4 separate regions of the Mus musculus genome follow, and all the other regions are linked to region 3. The links are chromatin contacts, called in public HiChIP or PLAC-seq, Micro-C and promoter capture Hi-C maps. All regions are on one chromosome and are shown on one strand. The core of a region is the stretch at or near the end of the contact, and the rest is flanking DNA. Distances in the headings are between cores, read along the strand shown.

The links. Promoter capture Hi-C pulls out the DNA fragments that hold promoters and counts their contacts. A called contact is a pair of places that touch in the nucleus more often than the background predicts. HiChIP or PLAC-seq counts read pairs in DNA pulled down with a chosen protein or histone mark.
Region 1: a contact with region 3 is called in an HNF4G HiChIP or PLAC-seq map of pancreatic cancer cells. The contact joins the promoter of Mea1 here to the promoter of Vegfa in region 3.
Region 2: a contact with region 3 is called in a promoter capture Hi-C map of pre-B cells, with 2.6 times the contacts expected there. The contact joins the promoter of Srf here to the promoter of Vegfa in region 3. A contact is called at or near these places in 5 of 39 promoter capture datasets (the C10 cell line, cranial neural crest, hippocampal neurons and 2 more), 1 of 484 Hi-C or Micro-C datasets (the HL-1 cell line) and 3 of 115 datasets of contacts at active chromatin or transcription factors (cardiomyocytes, memory CD8 T cells and pancreatic cancer cells).
Region 4: a Micro-C map of embryonic stem cells shows a contact between it and region 3, with 5 times the contacts expected there. The contact joins the promoter of Spats1 here to the promoter of Vegfa in region 3. A contact is called at or near these places in 7 of 39 promoter capture datasets (the 3T3-L1 cell line, cranial neural crest, hippocampal neurons and 3 more), 3 of 484 Hi-C or Micro-C datasets (the HL-1 cell line and embryonic stem cells) and 3 of 115 datasets of contacts at active chromatin or transcription factors (bone marrow-derived macrophages, double positive thymocytes and pancreatic cancer cells).

The regions. Positions count from the first base shown.
Region 1 is chr17:46,679,513-46,682,620 of GRCm38.p6, forward strand. It overlaps Mea1 (male enhanced antigen 1), which reads left to right and starts at 1,609. Exons shown (of 4, transcript NM_010787.2): 1 at 1,609-1,693; 2 at 2,105-2,385; 3 at 2,497-2,599. The coding sequence starts at 2,116. Klhdc3 (kelch domain containing 3) reads right to left here and starts at 1,418. Exons shown (of 12, transcript NM_027910.3): 1 at 1,190-1,418.
Region 2 is chr17:46,554,776-46,558,149 of GRCm38.p6, forward strand. Srf (serum response factor) reads right to left here and starts at 1,387. Exons shown (of 7, transcript NM_020493.2): 1 at 553-1,387. The coding sequence starts at 1,053.
Region 3 is chr17:46,030,499-46,033,765 of GRCm38.p6, forward strand. It overlaps Vegfa (vascular endothelial growth factor A), which reads right to left and starts at 1,879. Exons shown (of 7, transcript NM_009505.4): 1 at 793-1,879. The coding sequence starts at 1,392.
Region 4 is chr17:45,473,304-45,476,852 of GRCm38.p6, forward strand. It overlaps Spats1 (spermatogenesis associated, serine-rich 1), which reads right to left and starts at 1,635. Exons shown (of 8, transcript NM_027649.3): 1 at 1,496-1,635. The coding sequence starts at 1,511.

The DNA.
Region 1 (3,108 bases), core at 359-2,858, 650 kb after region 3:
GGAGACATCTGCTGGGTTTGGGTGATCATTCACTTCCTGTTCAAAAATCCTTGGCAGGGAGGAAAAACCTCGGGGGTGGGGTGGGTGCACCTCAAGCAAAGGAGGTTCCCTTCAAGGGGACAGACGCAGCTTTCATGAATCAACTGCCCCCACAACCTTTCACTGTATACTTTAAGTAGCCATCTCTCTCAATGTGAAACAGCAGCAGCCAAAAGTTAAACTGTTCCTTCATTACTCAGGCTCTTCAATTTTTGCTTATCAGAGAAAGAGGACTGAAAGCTTAAGAATCCAAGTCCAAGGCACTCGTGCTGGGGCATGGAGGCAGGGGGATGTCTGTGTAATTAAGGTCAGCCACCTGGGTCTACACAGTAAGTCCCAAATTAGCCAGAGCTACAAGAACCTGTCTCAAAAAAAAAAAACAAACAAAAAATAGAGAAAGAAAGGAAAGAACGTGGTGGTGGAGAGCCTATCAACCTCCTTCATATCTTTTACTCTCCTTTGAAAGTAAGTCCAGATAAAACGAAAATGCACAAAGATAAGACTACAATCCCAGTGGCAGACGGAGGAAGACTCCATCTTCCTAAGGAGAACTCGGAGGCAGGAGGTTATACGTTATCTCTGGGTCTCCAGCATTTCCCACCAATAGGCCATTTTCAACATCCCAGCCCCTGAGGTCGGCTTCCCCTCCCTGCTCGCGCCCCTTCCCTTCTTAATTTCCCGAGAGCCTTGCAGTTCCTCCTCCCACCACTTCAAGGTCCACACCAGAGCCCTCTAACTCGTCTAAGTTCACGAAGGGAAGCAAGCCATTCTTATCCCCTGCCAACCATACCGCTCTGTGAATGAGACTGGTCTCCGGTTGTAGTCCACCTTTCTCAGCCGCCCCTCCCCCACGACGCCACACTGCCCCCTCCCCCTGCCATTATGCTCAGCTTCCTGATTCTCTTCGGAACCCACTCGTCCACTTCTCTCAGCGCTTCCTCCAGCCACCAGGTCTCTCCCACCCGTCTCCAGGCCATTTTCCCCTAACCCTTTCGCGGACCATTAACACTCCTCTTTCCCAGCATCCCCCTAGCTCCCTCCCCACCCCCAGCTCAGCCTTCTCAGCCCCTCCCGCGCGGCCCCAGCCGTAGGCAATGGGCGTCGCCTGTCCCTTCAATTTTCCTCATCCCCCCAACCCATCCCAGGCTACCTGCCAGGCCGGGCCGGGGTGGGGCCGCGGGTCCTCGCGCTGCCAGCAGCCTAGAACCCGTTGCCCGCCAACCGATTCCTCGGTCCCCAACGAGATAAACACTGCCAGACTTCGTCCTTCCGGCGGGCAGCGGGACGCGCACGTGCAGTGAGAATTGCCGGCCCGACAGCTTCAGGGACTTGTAGTCCACGAATTACCCCAGGGCCGAAAGATGGGGAGCGGGTGGGCGGGGCCGGTTTGTGCGCATGCGCAGAACACCAGTTCACGTCGCACGCCTGAGGGTCACTGGGTAATGTAGTTCTTTGTGGTCCGGGCAGGGGATGGCGGAGGCGGGGCAAGAGGCGGACTTGTCCTCGCTTGCGTCAGTCTCGGGCACGGGGCGGGGCTGGAGGACTAAGAGCCCCAGCATGTCCTGCCCCGCCGGAAGTGAAGGTGCGGGTCCGGCTGTGGGCTCTGAGAGGGTGAGGCGCGAGGAAATACCAACGCCGAGAATCAGTGGGGCGGGTAGGGGACTCTGTAGCTGGGGCCATTGAAGGGGAGACCCTGGGCCTGAAGGGGTTTTTGCCAGGCGGTACTACACTCCCCCGGAATAGAGGGAATGAGGGGCGGGGACGCGCTATGGTGGGTAGCCTGGCGACCAGCAGTTACCTCCAGAGGAGGGGCGTGGTGAGAGGGGCGAGGTTCTGGGAAGAGGCTTTTAGGAAGAGGTGAAACCCTCCGGTGGTCGGTTCATTTAGGAATCGGGCGAGTTAAAGACGTGTGTGCTCCAGCTCAATATGAGAACCCAAACTTGAGACAGGGAGGCAGGAGAGACGGGAGGAAGATGCAAGTTCCATGCGAGAGGGAAGTGGGTGGCTGAACGTGAAAGGAGACCTGGTTTCATCCCATCCCTATCCCGCCTTTCTGTCCCTGCAGCCCCTGCCCGGATGGCAGCAGTAGTTCTAGGGGGAGACACCATGGGCCCTGAGCGTATCTTCCCCAATCAGACTGAGGACTTAGGGCCACATCAGGGTCCTACAGAAGGAACTGGGGATTGGAGCAGTGAAGAACCCGAGGAAGAGCAGGAGGAAACAGGAGCAGGCCCAGCAGGCTACTCGTACCAGCCCCTCAATCAAGACCCTGAACAAGAAGAGGTGGAATTGGCACCAGTGGGTGAAGGAGAAGATGGAGCTGCTGACATCCAAGATCGGATCCAGGTATGGTGGAGGATGCTGTTACTAAGCAGATGAGATGGAATGTACCAACAGCTGTTTATCATAATGGCAGGGGGAGGGGCGCCTAACAAATTATCTTCTCTGGTTCTGCAGGCCCTGGGGCTTCATCTGCCAGACCCTCCATTGGAGAGTGAGGATGAAGATGAGGAGGGAGCCGCCGCATTGAGCAGCCACAGCTCTATCCCCATGGACCCAGGTACAAAAACAACCAAAGCTCATTCCTTCATTTAGAAATAATTACCAAAAACTAGTAAGAACTGGGCATGGTGGTGCACACCTTTAATCCCAGCGCTCATGAGGCAGAGGCAGGCTGGTGGTCTCCTGGTCTACAGAGCAAATTCCAGGAGAGTCAGGGCTGCACAGAGAAAAACCGAATACAATGCCCCCCATTCTCCCCCTCACCCCCAAACAAGATCACTTTATTCCTAAAAATTTCGTTACCTGAGATTTTGTGGACTTCAGAATCTAAGTGAAATGCTGTCTCACTAGACTTGGGAATGGGCAGACCTGGCAATAATGAGGGCGTGATGATGTGTTGGGGGTCTTGGGCTGACTGAGGCACTAGGGAGAGAGGAGCTGGTCCCGTTCTTTTTTTTTTTTTTTTTTTTTTTTTTGGGTTTTCGAGACAGGGTTTCTCTGTATAGCCCTGGCTGTCCTGGAGCTCACTTTGTAGACCAGGCTGGCCTCGAACTCAGAAATCCGCCT
Region 2 (3,374 bases), core at 137-2,636, 520 kb after region 3:
CATGGGCAGGGCGGGACTTGGTCCCAGCTCGCTGTTCCTCAAGGCAGCAGCAGTTTCTCCCGCCTAGCTTCCTCACCTGGTTCCTAACCCTGCCTGTCCTTCAAAGCCCGTACAACTCGAGCGATGCCCACCTTTCCTCCCACTCAAGCTCTCTCGCTGCAGCTGTCATCCAACTCCTGCCTCCTCATCTCCAAACCTTCTGCTCCCTTTCCCACCGCCCTTCGCGCACACCAGGACACAGAGGATCTGCGGATCCCGGCGTCTGGTTATCCTGCACTCCTCCAGGACCCTCTGTCTCCCGCGCGCTGGTCACTCCCACCTCGGCGCCTTCGCCCAGGATTCCGGACGTTCGCAGCATCTCCCCTCTCCCCATATTTCCCCGGCGGCCCCTCCCCTTTCGCCAGGCCAGGGTACAACCATCCCCTCCCACACACCTCCTGCGGACTAGCCCGCCTCTCACCTCCGCCTCGGCTCTGTCTCGCTCCGGGGCTACCTTAGAGCGCACCCACCCTCCGGTTCCCCCCGGGGCGCGCCAACCTCCGGCTCCGGTACCTTCTTCATGATGCCCGTCTTCCTCTTGCTGAAGGTCGTGTAGCGCCGCAGCTTGTTGTCGATGAACTCCATCTTGATCTTCACGCGGCCCCGGGTCTTCTTCCCCGGCTTGGCCCCGCTCACCGCGCCGCTCACCGGCCCGTAGCCCCCGGCGGCCGCCGCCGCCGCCTCAGGCCCACCGACCACCACGCCGAGCTCCATCTCGCTCAGGCTCCGCTTGAGGCCGCGCCGCTCGGCGCCCAGCTCCTCCTCCTCGCCGGACTCGGAGTCGCCCTCGCTGCCGCTGTAGAGGGCCCCGGCGGTGGGCGCCGCTGCCGCTGCAGCCTCCCGCTCCAGACGACTCTGGCCGAGCCCCGCGCCGTTCCCGGGGACCCGGCCCCCGTTCGCCCCGCGAGTCCCGCCGCCGCCGCCCGGCCGCCCCGTCGGGGTCCGGTTCAGGTTGCCCCCCAGGGCCGAGCCCCGGCCCAGAGCCGCCGCGGCCCCAGCTTGGCTCGGTAACATGGCGCTCAGTGCAGGAGGGCTGACGGGCAAGTCAGCGAGGAATCGGGGCAGCTGCCGCCATCGGCTTCTCGGTTCCACCCGGCACTCGCGCTGTTACTAAAGCCGCTCTTGCTGCCGCGGCCGCCGCTGCGAGCCCGGGGCCCCTGCACGCCCGGGCCGACCTGGGCCCTCACTTTCCTGCCCCTATGGCCGGGGTTGCCCCAGGCCGCGCGCAGCGCCCCCTGTCCGTGTGCCGGGGAGGCGCGCCCTGCGGCCGTCAGCGTCCCCCGCGGGGCAGGGGCTGCTGGCCGCGGCCGAGACCGCGGGTGGAGGGGGCCGGGACCACGCGCTGGCTGCGGAGGTATCCCCCAACCCTTCCCCCCCCCATATAAAGAGATACAATGTTTCCTTTTATGGCGAGGCCGCTCCTTATATGGCGAGCCCCAGCGCCCCCGCCCCATTGGTCCGCGCTTCCGGCACCTAGGCTCCCCATTGGCCCGAAGGGGACACTTATTTGCATAGACATACCGAACTCGCTGCTGTCATCCCCGCGTCAGACCGCGATTCCGTGGGAGGGAGGAGCCAACTCCTTAAAGGAACAGTGGAGCCGAACCAGTTCCGCCCCCCTGGGTTGGAGAGTAGTGGAGTGTTGAAACTATCCTAGAGGAAGGAAGCCTGGGAGAGGACTGCAGGGCAGAAGAGGGAACCCCTGAATGGATGGGGTTTGAAACAAATAAAGAGGAAGACTTCCTAATTCCAGCGAAAGAGGGCAGGGATAGATTGGAGCGCTTCTCCCACCACTTCCTGAGTCTTTCGACTCCGCTAGCCCAGCGGCTCTGTCGCGCACTCTTGCCTTTCCCTCTCTTTTCAAAGGATCAACACTTTCCCACAAGTCTGGCTGCGAGGTCACATCGTTCATCATCCTCTACACTGGGGGTGGAGGGGTATCTTTGGCAGACACACATCTGGAGGAGGCACAGAGACATCCTCCCATCCATGATGGGGGCAGGGCGGAAAGTGAGAGATCAGTGAAGACTTCCAGCTGCCGGCTGTGCTAAAAGGGGGGTGGGGGGTGGTCTCGAGGCTAAAGCACAGGCCTGAAAGTACAGTGGGATAGAAAATTTAAGCAAGAGAGTGATCGACATTACAGGTCCACAGGAGTATTAAAAAATAAAAAGATAGAAAGGTTAAAACGTGGGTGTTACAAAGCCCAGGTTAAGGGTCTGAGAGTCTGAATCTTTGCTCCAAGCTAGAGAAAATATCTTGCACTTCTATGTTACTGAAACTATTTAAATCTGGCCGGACGGTGTGATATACACATTTAATTCTAGCTGTTCCTGAGGTTGAGACAGGAGGATTGCCTGGAGTTCAAAGCCAACCCGACCTACATAGTGAGTGCCAAGCCAGCCAGGACTATATAGCAAAACCAATCAAAAAGAAAAGTATACAAACATTGGGAGCTGAAGAGATGGCTCAGCAGTTAAGAGCACTGGCTGCTCTTCCAGAGGTCCTGGGTTCAATTCTCTGCAACCACATGGTGGCTCACAGCCATCTTTAACTCCAATTCCAGGTGATCTGACATCTTCACACAAACAAGTGACCTGGTCCATTCTCTGGTGTTGGTACCTGTACTGGCTGGTTTGCTGGTTTGGCATCAACTTGACACAGCTAGAGTCATCAGAGAGGAAGGAGCCTCTGTTGAGGAAATGCCTCCATGAGATCCAGCTGTGGGGCATTTCCTCAACTAGTGCTAAATGGGGGAGGGCCCAGCCCACTGTGGGTGGTGCCATCCTTGAGCTGGTAGTCCTGGGTTCTATAAGAAAGCAGGCTGAGCAAGCCATGAGCTTTCCAGTAAGCAGCACCCCTCCATGGCCTCTGCATCAGCTCCTGCCTCCAGGTTGCTGTCCTGTTTGTTTCTTATCCTGACTTCCTTCCGTGATGAACAGCAATGTGGAAATGTAAGCTGAATAAACCCTTTCCTCCCCAACTTGCTCTTGGGTCATGATGTTTCGTCCCAGCAGTAGACACCCTGAGACAGTGCCCATCCCTCAAGTTCTAAGTCCAGATTTAAAGGGGGCAAAGAGTAGAGGAAGCCACAGCAGTGGCCTGTGGCTAGGTAATTGGGGCTACATGTGGCAAGTCACAAACTTCCTGGTGTGTTTAATGAAATGGGTTTCCTTTAAGTGTTGTGAGGAGAAAGCGATTGGTTCGTTCTGTTGTACTAGCTAGCAACGAATAAGCTAGCTAGATGGGGTGGCTCATTCTTGCAACACCCAGGAAGATAGAATGACCATGGGTCCAACGGCTAGCCTTAGTAATATAATAAGTAACACGTGTGTGTG
Region 3 (3,267 bases), core at 629-3,128:
TCGCGGAGGGCCGGTGGGGGGAGGGGCGCCGCTCGTCGCCCGGGTCTCCGGGCTCCGGCAGCCGCGGCTCCGGGAACACGAGGCCGGCCAGGCCCGGGCTGATGTAATCGGCTCTGCGCCGCGCGCGCCCGGCCAGGCGGGGGAGGGCGGGCACCGCGCGGGACGCGAGCGGGGACGGGAGGGGGTGGCGCGGTGCAGGTGGCCCAACAAGCTAGAGCGGTGGGAGAGGGTCCCCGCAGCAATCCATCCTAAAACTTTCCCCAAACTCACTGCAAGGGCCTCAGAGACCCAAACGGCAGTGACAGCAAAGCCCCCTCGGTCGCCCGCGCCCTGCCCCCTCCACGATCTCTGCCCTCCCCGGGTCCAAGGTCCGAGCACCCCCAGGCATGCCCGCTGGGCTCCGGACTCCCGCCCCCTTTGCCCGGACTTCCAGTTCTCCGGGGACCCGCGACCCGGAGCAAACTTCTGCCGCCAGCCTCGGCACAAGCCCAGCCCCCTCAGCCTCCTCCTCTGGCTCCCGCCCTCCGCTGCTCGGCCCAGATCGTACGTGCGGTGACTCTGGTGGGTGGGCAGGGCCCGCGTGGGCGGCGAGACGATCCTGGCGCCCTCCCACCTAGCGCGCACCCCCTCCCCCTCCACGTACGACGACAGAGGGGGACGCCTCGCGCCCGGTGCCCAAGGACCCGCGTGGGGCACGAAGCCCCCCACGCGCGCGCTCGCACGCACGCACGTCCCCAAGCGGGAGAGGCGCTCGCCACGGCCCGGCGACAGCAGACGGGCACGACCGCTTACCTTGGCATGGTGGAGGTACAGCAGTAAAGCCAGGGTCCAGTGCACCCAAGAGAGCAGAAAGTTCATGGTTTCGGAGGCCCGTCCGGGGCCGGCGCGGCTCGCGCTCCCTCTCCGGCTCGGACTGCGAGGCAGCCCGCTCTCTTGCGCGCCTTGGCGGGCTCCTCTCCCTTCTGGAACCGAGGCCCGGGCCGGGGCCTGGGGCGCGCGCGCGGCTGGAGCACTGTCTGCGCACACGGCCGCCTCACCCGTCCATGAGCTCGGCTCCTGAGAGCCGAGCGCCCACTGCGGCCCCCTCTCCTCTTCCTTCTCTTCCTCCCCTCTCTTCTCGGGCCCCGGCTTCTCCAGGCCCGAGCTAGCACTTCTCCCAGCTCCGATCGGTTTGTCTCCTGCGGCGCAGACCACGGCTACTACGGAGCGAGAAGAGCCCAGAAGTTGGACGAAAAGTTTCCGTGCAATCCCGCGAGCCCCGACCCCCTCCACCCCGCCTCCGGGCGCGGGCTTCGGTTCCTCGCGGCTCGCCGCCGCGTCCACCGTCGGCAGCCCGCCGGCGAGGAGGTGGGCGCTGGGGCTGGGGGCGGTGTCTGTCTGTCTGTCCGTCAGCGCGACTGGTCCGATGCAAGATCCCAAGGGGGAGGGCTCACGCCGCGCTCTGGCGGTCACCCCCAAAAGCAGGTCAGTCACTTTGCCCCTGTCCCTCTCTCTGTTCGCTCGCCAGCGCGCTCTCTCTGACCGGTCTCTCTCTCTCTTCCTTGACTTCTCTCTGGAGCTCTTGATACCTCTTTCGTCTGCTGATTTCCACAATCCGAAGTGATTTGAGGGAGTGAAGAACCAACCTCCTCAAACCGTTGGCACGATTTAAGAGGGGAATAGGAAGCAAAAATAAATTAAAGCGTAAAACAATACAGTTTAAGAAAAAAAAATTAAGAGGTTTGAATATCAAATCCCAGAGCACAGACTCCCGGGCTGGTGAGTCCGCTGAATAGTCTGCCTTGTCGCTGCGTCTCGCGACAGAGCTCCGCTGCCGCCGCTCAGCTCGCCCCCAGTGCCGCGGCCTCGCTGCAGCTCGGCTGCCCCAAGCCTCTGCGCTTCTCACCGGTAACAGCGGTGGAAGAAAAAGAGGAAATCTAGCTCCACCCCCAAGCCCCGCCCAGACCCGCCCCGGGGAGCGGTCTGGTGGAGCCAGGCACCGCCTTTCGGGGAGCCCCTAGGCCACTACCGCGAAATGGAAAGCTAAACCCCTTACCAGGGTCCACGGCCTCAAAATTATCTGTGCACCCCTTCAAACTGGGCTCAGGAACACACTGGGAATCCCAGAGTATTGGGAATCAGGGGAGACAGGAGAGTGAGGTTATATGCGGACAGGGTCTAAGAACAATTCCCTTTCCCAGGAATATAGGAGAAAGTAGGGGTTGGAAGGCGGAGAGCTGGCAGGGACGTATGAGGATAGGGACAACTAGAGTGACCCCTGGCTTTCTCCCCCACCTCACAAACACACTACACACACACACACATGCATGCACGCACTCACATTGACACACGCGTCCTCCCTCACGCAGACTCGGCTCGCCCAAGTTCACGATCTCCCCGTGATGGCCGAGCGCCCCCTAGTGACTACATTATGCACACCCCAACTCTTGCTCAAATGGCACGGGTCTTGGAAAGGGGGTGAGAGTTGATTCTTGAGTGCGGCAGACTTTGAGCTCCCAAATAATTGCGTGTTTCTGACATACACACACACCCAAAAAGTTGCGTGTTTGACCTCGGAAGCATAACTCTAGGTTTATATGTGGGGAGGGGGTTACGGGGGGGGGGGAGTATGCTTATCTGAGCCCTTGTCTGATCTGCAGTCATCAGGAGCTAGGGCCCTGGGGTGAATGGGATCCTCTGGGAAGTTTCCAGAGAGGCTTCTCTGGAGAGAATTTGGCACCAAATTTGTGGCACTGAGAACGGGAAGTGGAGTTCTGGAGTTAGTCAGTGGCGGGGAGTGAGACGACCTGTGGAAACCCACGTATGCACTGTGTAGTCTGGCAGAGCCCTGAAGGAGAGACAGCTGGGCAGACAGAGGCCCTTGTTCCTCCTGATCTCTCTCTCTCACACACACACACACACACACACAGAGATGTTGCCAGGGAACTGAAGCCAGGGTGCCAATGGGGGCAGAAGCGGGCCAGGCCGGCATGGTGATTCAAACCTACCCTAGCATTCAGAAAGGTAGGTAGGCCAGCTGCCCAGCGCTGCCGCCAACCCTCGGAAGGGTGGGAGTAGAGGCTCCCTCAGTTCTAGCCTAGGCTTACGGTTCATCTTCTAAACAGAATTCAGGGGTGTACTCTGTCCTCCCATTCTCCCTAAAACCCTTGGCTATTTCTCTATGCTTGCACACTTAGCCCGTGTGGCTCTGTCCCCTCTCTTTCTACTAAGTCCCCTTCTCCATGTCCTCAGTGTCTTCCTTAAGAGCTCTCCAAAACCCCCACCTCT
Region 4 (3,549 bases), core at 385-2,884, 560 kb before region 3:
AATATCTGAGCAAGCAAAAACATGGATATGGACAGACCCTAGGGCAAAGCCCAGACTCTGTGCTTATTAAACAAAGCACGAGGCAGCTCAAACCCCTGGCTCCCTTTACTCGTTTACAATATACTTCCCTGCTGTTAGAAGCTCCAGGCAACCACACAGTCAGATCTCTGCCTTGTCTTGTTGTTGGGACAGGGTCTCACGCAGGCGAGACTGGCCTCAAAGTTGCTGTATACCATGAGAATGACCTTGAACACTGCGATCCTCGTGCCTGCCTGTCCTGCACAAGCACTGCACGTGTGCAAGCGCCAGCTTAGCTCCTCTTTTTGATGGAAGTCTCTGACTGATCAGATCTCAAATGTAGACATGAGCTCATTGTGTGTAGCCCCTAACTATCTGCCTTAGCTTGGATCTGCAATGCTCTCCAAAAACCCATGTTTTAAAGATTTAGCTCCCAGTCTGTCATACTGTTGGGATGATGGGACTGTTTTAAAAGTCAGAGGGCATGGAGGTGGAGAGAGTTAGAACCCTTGATGCTCTTGCAGGGGGGGGCGGGACTTCTATCCCCAGCACCACGTGGTGGTTCACAGCCATCCATAACTCCAGTTCCCGGGTATCCAACGCCCTCTTCTACCTTCTGCAGGCACCAGACGCAAACTCAGTATACATACATACAAACAGGCAGGCAAAACATACATAAATAAAATAAAGACAACTTTAAAAAAATAAGAAGTCTTGGGTCGTTGGGGTGCCTCTGAGTGAAAGAGTGGGACCACAGCCATCCCTTTTACTCGTCATTATTTCTTGACTAAGAGGGAGACGCTTTGATGATTGCCACTATGATATGCCACCAGAGGGCCAAAGCAACAGGACCTTGACCATGAGCCACACCTGGAATGTCGGGGGCCTGTGAAGCAAAAGATGGAGAATTCCGGGCTACTCTGGGCTACATATGAGGTAGCAGTGCTTAGTCTTTAAAAAAAAAAAAAAAAAAAAAACCTATAAAGCTATGAGTCCAATAAACCTTTTCTCTCCATAAGCTTATACACCCATCCAACCTTTTGATTTCCCAGAACTCAATTGTATTTCTTTTCCACCTTAGTCATGCCCAAGTCGCTTTTCTCTGGAACCTTCTGCCGCTCTCTAGTACAGGCCGCTCTTGAGACAGAGGGAAGTTGGCGGACGGGATTGCCATATCCAGTATTCATGGGCTCACCAGTTCACACAGTGAAAAGCAATCGGACCCAAAAGGTGCTTGTTAGAAAGGCTATCATTCAAAACCAACAGACCCCATAAGTCATTGAAATTCAAGAGGCAGCGCAAGGGAAAAACCTAAATCTCACTGGACCTCCTAGCGGTGTTCACGGGTTTGAATGTCCTGCCCACTCCTCCTCCTCCTGACTCAGGGCTCCCGAAAGTACTCGCCCCGCCCCGTCCTTGGGTCTCCTTTCCACCTCTGAGTCCCACCCTACTTCCCTGGGGGAAGCCCTTCATCTACCCTTGGAAGACTCCATGGAGGATGTGGCCCAGATCAACGCACCAACTGGCAGCGGAACTGCCAAATACCAGGATGCAAAGCGAAAGCAAGGGCGTCTACCACCGCCTGCAAGGCTCGGTCCAGGGTTGCCAGGACAACGCGCCACTTCCCGCGAGCTGGCGCGCTACTCTTGACGCACCTATCTTCCTGCACCCGGCGCTCCGGCCTGGGTTGAGGATGGAGGTCTCAGACCTCAGAGCTGCAGAACCTCAGGATTTTGTTTTAGTTTGCGGCTCTTTTCCAACAACTGTCATTGCTACTTCTGTCACCTCGGGTGGCCGTGTGCGGTGCACCCTCTACAGAGCTTGCAGATGTCGGTGTAGAATTGGCATCCTGATTAGACAGGATTCACCCACCACTTACCGCTCCTTTTTCTGGGCCAGGCGCCCTGCTGGATGCTGTCTTGCCTCAGCAGCCAGCTGCGTTTTTCAAAATAGAAAACTGACTTTGAACAAAGGCTCGTTCAAGGTCATCCAGAAAACAGATTCACTCCCAAGTTCCACCCTTACAAAGCTATCTTTCTCTCCATGGTATAGACTGAAATTTATCTTTCTAACCCTTTCCCTAATAAATCTCACATAGAAACGCCCCCCATCCCAAGCTTAGTCTCTAAATTTATATTGAGACCTGGTTTGGGGGCTGGGCAGTGGTGGCACACGCCTTTAATCCCAGCACTTGGGAGGCTGGCTGAGGCAGGCAGATTTCTGAGTTTGAGGCCAGCCTGGTCTACAGAGTGAGTTCCAGGACAGCCAGGGCTACACAGAGAAACCCTGTCTCAAAAAAAAAAAAAAAAACAAAAAAAGAAGGAGGAGGAGGAGGAGGAAAAGAGAGAGAGTAATTAATATAATTATTCATATTTACTTGTGTGCTGTATGCATGTGCGTGCACATGTATCAGGGACTCACTTGCCCATGCATTTGTATATGTCAGGTGTCTTCCTCCGTTGCTCTCTGCCTTACATTTTTGAAATAAGGTTCTTGCTGAACCCGGAGTTCACTGTTACAGCAAGGAGTCCCAGGGAACTACCTATCTCTGTCCCACCAGCTTATAGATGTGCCATATGGCTTTTAGTAGGTCCTGGGGTTTGAACTCAGGTCCTCGGCTTGTGCAGAAAGCACGTTACCCACTGAACCCTCTCCACAGAGTGGTTCTGTTGTTAGTAATTGCATTGATTGCAAAAGAAACAACAGAAGGAGTATAGAAATCTTGAAACTGAGCTAGCCAAATATTGCTTAGACGGAGTAGATCCTCTCCAGGCCACGCCCTAACTGAGGAGTCATCCAATAGGAGACGGCCACTGGGGTTATAAAAAAGAAGCCAGAGCTGGACAGTGGTGGCACACACTTTTAATCCCAGCACTCTGGAGGCAAAGGCAGGTGGGTCTCTGTGAGTTTAAGGCCAGCCTGATCTACAGAGCGAGTTCTAGGACAGCCAGAACTATACACAGAAACTGTCTCAGGAAGAAAGAAAATGAGAAGGTGGTAATGTCAGAATGGCCACTGGTGGGATCAAACAGCTGAATATTGTCAGTTTCACAGGATTAATTTTAATTGTAAAATAGTAGTATTCCTATCAGGGACTGCAACAGGTTAAAGGCACTGACAGATTAGAAGACACCATCTCTCTCTGGGGCAGGAGCAAAGCATTGTTAAAGTGCTGTTAATTGCAGCTGAAGTGCCTTTATATAGTGATAAATCCTGTTGTAAGCATCCCTTTTAATGTGATTTTTTTTCCTTTATAAAAAGCTAAGACATTGGGGCCAGAGTGGCTTGACTTTTATTTTATTGAGTCAGGGTCTCTCTGTGTAGCTGCAGCTAGCCTGGAACTCTCTATGTAGACCACACTGGCCTCAACCTCACAGATTTGCCTGTCCCTGCCTCTGTGTCCTGAGTGCTGAGATTAAGTGGCTTGACTCCCCAGTTGACAGGTGTTACATCTTTCCCAGGCACCCTGAGTGCCCTGATAGGACTGGCATCCAAACAGCCAGGGGACTGCCCTTATGCTGGTGGCAGGCA